Regions from separate parts of the Callithrix jacchus genome. Here region 1 is linked to region 2. A link is a contact called in public Hi-C data. All regions are on one chromosome and are shown on one strand. Each heading gives the region's core, a stretch centred on a gene start, on an enhancer-like site or on the middle of the called end of the contact. The rest is flanking DNA. Distances are from core to core; before and after follow the strand shown.

Region 1 (2,700 bases), core at 166-2,665, 85 kb after region 2:
GGCAGTCTGCCCCAAACCTCAGCCCTCCATCCCCTGCTCACCCCTTCACTCTCCCATCCCAATCCCAGGCCTACTTCTCTGCCTCTAGGCTCCTGGACACATAGAGTCCTGGCTTTGGGTGGCCACCCAGGGTCCCAGCTTCAGTCTTAGCTCCCAGAGCCTCAGTCTCAGCTGACTTCCTTGGTAAGTGAGGCCTGTGGCTCTAGGACCACTTGGGGCTGGCCAGAGCGTGGTGGGGAGGAATATGACTCAACAGCAGCCTGATTCAGGAAAGCCCCTCACCAGTCCCATCAGTCTGCATCCAGAGGATCCATTTCACATGTCCTCCAAATCCTTGCTGATCCTTTTTCATTGTCTTGCTGGGACATGTTTTCTGGGGCCCAGGAGTGCTGGGACACAGACACTGTCCCCATCACCAGAGAATCCTAGAACTCTCAGTGAAAGAAACCACTAGTCTCCTGCATTTAGATAGGCTAGACAGAAATTCATGGTGAGAGCACCTAGGCACAGAGAGGGTGAGTAATCTCCCCAAGGTCACACAGTAAAGGAACGATCAGCAGCTCCTGAGCCACCTACCTGAACTCTCCTTTCTCCGCCTGGATGACTTCTTCTCTGTCTCATTGGCAGTGCTCCCAAGCACCCCATAGTCCTCGCCTGGGCCTCCTGTGGTGTCCACCAGGCCCAGGCTGCTGGTCCCCATTTCCTTGGAACCCCCTGCCGGGCTTGAGTTGGGCCTGCGCCGGGCCTCTGAGACAGGGAAGTGCCAGTTGGGGGACTGTGGGAAAGCGGGGTGCTGCTCAGTGAAGATGTGCTCCTCCTGGGGCAGGCTGTGTGGGGTGGCCGCCAGGCAGGAGGCCGAGAAGTCGGGGTATGCTGCCGTCGCTGTCGCTGGGAAGTCTGGTTTCTGGTGGAAGGAGAACGGGGTTGGCGGGTAGTGGGGTAGCCCTGAGGCCCCATTGCCTTCTGAGTGGGGGTTTCGAAGGCAGCCCCAGACAGGGGCTGGGGGCTGGAGGCTCCTCATGCAGCTGCTGGCCACGGGATCCATCTGCTGTCCGCGGCACGCCTCAGTCCTTTCAAAGATTTGACTCTATACTTTTTACGTTCAGTTTTTTTTAAATGCAAAAGAAAAAAATAGGGAAAAATGTTTAGCAGAAAATTTACCCCAGGACCGAAAACAAAAACCTAAACCAAAGTCTCTCTTTAAAGGACACACACATGTGGCCAGATACTCCTATGCGTGTGCACACACCTATGTCGGGCTTCCTCCTGCCCCTCCGATGCACCAGCCTGCCTACTGGGGTCCCCTGTACGTGTATTTGTCGCCAATGACACTAAACATTTTCACTGTCCCAACCCAGACGCACCAGCTGATGAGGAGCTTGTCCTGGAGCCCGGAGCAAATGCCTGCAGAGGGCCGGACCAGGGCTGCTGGGACACACTTTTAAATCCTGCGGTGGGGAGAGAGTGACAAATTTCTGAAGTGAAATGTGAGAGAGGAGAGGGAGGGGTTAACCCGCACACAAAGATCCCCTCCAACCAAAACGCTAGCAGGCAACTATTAATCATCAGAAACCTTATATGCACATCTAATGGGATTTGCAGATGGAGACTTTTAAAGAAACATTGTATTTTTTTTTATTTTAAGGAAAGAGAGTAGCGTGCACACGCGCGCGCGCGCACACACACACACACATATACACACACGCCCCGTCTTTAATGTCCCTCCCATAACATTATGAAGTTATTTTTATTGCACTGTTAACGAAATTCCCCAAGTCTTGGATTTAGAAAAAGCCTTAAGTCAGATCCAGAATCCATCAAATGCCAAATTCCAGGGAGCAAAGCGAGGAATAAGTGCAAGAGGAAGCTTGGTGAATGCGTTTGGTTTAAACGCCCTTCTGCCTGCGAAAAAGGAAGGTAGATTAAAAGAAATCTTTTTTGCAAGTCTCAGCGGCCCACTATGGTCTCTAGAATAAAGAAAGGCTAGAAAAAAAAAAAGAATTTCTCTCTGCCCAGAGTGGCATTCTCACTTTCTCAGTAACTTAAAAAAACAATCAGATTCTTCCTTCCGCTCTTTAACCTCCAACTTACATGCCAATTAGCCACACTCTTCTCTAGAGAGATTTCAAGTCATTTTTCTTCATGGCAGTGGCAAGATTCTTAAATAAGGTCCATGAAGTTTCTTCGAGTCTCCTCCCACCTGCTCCCTGCCCCCTTCACCTCCACCCACCTGTTTCCCTTTCTCAACCTCCAGAGGCAGAGGCTTCTGAGGAATCTGGGGCTGGGAGATAGGAATCAGGGGCTCCTTGTTCCCCAAAGGTGCCTCTTTGGCAAGCAGGCACGTGGGTCTCCGGGCTGGTGCACATCGCAGGGCAGCCAGCCCAAGTGCCATCTCGATGCCCAATCAGTTTTTCTCATGGCTGTGCCCTGCTGGTCTCTCACAGGGTTAATGCAATTTCTTGGAGGATGACATTCCTAACACCCAGGGCCCAGAACTCCTTCCCACGGGTGATGTACGTGGTCCAGAGCAGCAGGATGGGGGCAGAACCAGGCATGGACCTCACAGCAGCATCTCTGCTGGCTGCTTCCAAAGACAACAGGGGCTCCCTGAGGAGGGGCCCCTGGGTCTTAGCTCTGCGGCGTGGAGATGGGGCCCTGGGGGAGTAGGTGCAGAAGATGCCCCTAGGAAGAGCGGAAAGG
Region 2 (2,700 bases), core at 66-2,565:
GAATAGAACTTTCTTCGCACAAATTCCTCCCCTCCTGCAACTTCACCCCCTCCCCACTGCAGCTTCCCACGAGTTCCTTTCCAGAGCAGTCGCTTGCTGAATGGGTTGCTAGTGGAAATGTGGTTTTCAAATTTGGGAAATCTCCATTAAGTCCTTTTATTTAAGGAGGATGTCATTATCGCGCCTCCCTGAGGACTATTAGGGTTGTATTAGGCAAGGCCGCAGACTTCCTAGGTACTGTCTGGGGTCTGATTCCTGGGCAGGAAAATGCAAGACAGGAAGAAGGGGAGGGGGTCAGAGAGAACAGAGGCTGGGGCGGAGGAGGGGAAGGAAGAAAGGAGGAGAGAGAATGAAAAAGAATGTGGGAGGGAGGGAGGAAGCAACTAAGGGAGAGGCAGAGAGCCCCTCACTCCCCAGGCAGAGGAGACCCTCAGCCACCCGGCCACCCGATAGCTTAGAGGGTTTACAATGAAACTGGACTGCTGCTGGAACTGGCTTCTTTCATCACACACAGGGGCTCCTGGGAGGTTCTTTATGCCCTCCAGGTGCCAGCCCACCTTAGGGCCTCCAGGTTCAGATTCAGGAGGGGCCTCAGTGAGGGCTGGGAGGGAGGAAGAGGATGCCAGGGAGGGCGGTTCTGGAAACTGGGTCTGGGCTCAGTTGGCCGGAAGGGTGTTGGCTTTCCTGACCACTCTGATGAACGGAAGATTTTCCCATTCTCTGCTGCCCCCTCCAGGAGAGCTCCAGGAAAGCAGACCTTCTCTCTGTTCTATGTTCTCTCTGCTCCCAGTCAATAGAACAGTGCCAGACACATAGTAGGTGTTCCGTAAGTGTTTGTGGTGTGGATAATAAATAATAGAAGTGTAAACAATTCCACAGCTTCCCCATCCTCTCCCTTGCTGCATTCACAGCCAAGTCTTCTCACAGATGGACCTTCTCTCAGTTCTCAGCAAAGGCTGGTGACCTTTTGCACACACACACACACCCTGGGCAGGGTTTAGGGAGGGTCAGGAACCGCATGGCGAGCAGCTGACATTGGCTTGGCCAAATGAGAAAGGGAAAAATATATGCCCCTCCTGGGACCTTCTTGTTAGGGGGTTACCATCTGCAGGCTGCCTGCTGGAAGTGCTTTAGGCTCTGGGCGGGAGGACTGATCCTCTGTGACAAACATCCTGGCTGGGAAATCCCTGGTCCGAGGGGCCCTAAGGCCTGGGCGGCCTCCTTGCACGCCATCCTGCCCTCTTCAGACCTTCCCCTGGCTCCTGGGCCTAAGGCCAGGACCCCTCTCTCTGCCTCTGAGGGGCCCCTCTTGAGAGCTAACCCAGTGCCCCTAGGGCGTCCCCTCCCTCGGAGCTCCTGTGCTGAAGTGATTAATGAGGCAGGGACAAAGCCTTTCTTCCCAGCTGTGTCAACACGCCCCTGCCCTCGTGGCCCCGCTAGCTGCAGGTATGGGGAAGCAGCCCCCCACCCCCCACTGCCCTAGGCAATTGCCTCTTCCAGGCCTGTTTGCCCCTTATCTGGGCTCTCTTCGGGGGCCCTGGCCTCCCACTGGGCCATCGGCGTCTGAGGGTGATGATAATGATGATGATTTTATGATGCTTACAGCACTTGAGGTTTGCTGAGAGCACGGCTCTCCTTTTTCTCAGCTCCTCTTTCCAGCTGCCTGAGCCAGGGGATCAGGTGTGGCCATCTTTGGGTCACAGGGAGCAACTGGGCTACAGTTGCTGGTGCTGATACCACCTCCTCCGTGAAGCCTTCCCTGATCACCTCTGGCAGTCTTCGTGTCTGTCCCTCTTCTCCAGTCCTTTGTGTGTGAGGAGCTCATCTGTTCCCCTCACTGCTTCCTTAAGGGAGGAGATTCTCCTTCTCTGGGTATGCATCTTTGGACCTCACCCCTCTTTCCCCATACTTCCATTCTCAAGACAGCCTAGCACGGTGCTTGGCGCATGCTCTGTACTTTGATAAATACTGATTGAATGAACCAATGACCTGTAGATCTGGAATGATCTGGAATTCCACAGCATAGGTCTGTATTGTCTATGGTTCTGCAGACGGATTGCCTTGCGTTGGGTCTGGCTCAGACTGGCCCAGGACCACACACCCTGCCTGTGGCCCCAGGTGGTCTTTGTGGGCTTCCTAGTGGTTGCTGCCCAGGAAACCCCGTTGGGGAGGACGGTGACCTTGTGCCTCTGGGGAGTGGTGAGGGTGCAGTGGAGATTCAGAAAGCCGGAAGCAGCCACATGCTTTGTTGCTTTTCTTTTTTTAAAATGAACTTGCCAGGCGCGGTGGCTCACACCTATAATCCCAGCACTTTGGGAGGCTGAGGCAGGCGGATCACGAGGTCAAGAGATCGAGACCATCCTGGTCAACATGGTGAAACCCCGTCTCTACTAAAAACACAAAAAATTGGCTGGGCATGGTGGTGCACGCCTGTAGTCCCAGCTACTTGGGAGGCTGAGGCAGGAGAATTACTTGAACCCAGGAGGCGGAGGTTGCGGTGAGCCGAGATCCTGCCATTGCACTCCAGCCTGGGTAACAAGAGCGAAACTCCGTCTCAAAATAAATAAATAAATAAAATGAACTTTACATTTTAGAATAATGTTAGACTTACAGAAAGACTGCAATGATAGCACGCAGTTCTCAAATACCCTTTACCCAGTTTCCCCTCATGGTAACATATTACGAAACTCTGGTGCTTTT

The links. A called contact is a pair of places that touch in the nucleus more often than the background predicts.
Region 1: a Hi-C map of induced pluripotent stem cells shows a contact between it and region 2, with 5 times the contacts expected there. The contact joins the promoter of MEOX1 here to the enhancer-like site in region 2. A contact is called at or near these places in 3 of 3 Hi-C or Micro-C datasets (induced pluripotent stem cells and skeletal muscle).

The regions. Positions count from the first base shown.
Region 1 is chr5:70,538,515-70,541,214 of calJac240_pri, forward strand. It overlaps MEOX1 (mesenchyme homeobox 1), which reads right to left and starts at 1,416. Exons shown (of 4, transcript XM_035299666.3): 1 at 1,365-1,416; 2 at 577-904. The coding sequence starts at 700.
Region 2 is chr5:70,453,181-70,455,880 of calJac240_pri, forward strand. No RefSeq gene overlaps it. Among named protein-coding and RNA genes, the nearest start is that of ETV4, 34 kb to the left of the region's middle. Within about 2 kb of position 1,316, at least 3 of the 16 cell types and tissues checked have an H3K27ac peak or open chromatin away from gene starts, as enhancers often do.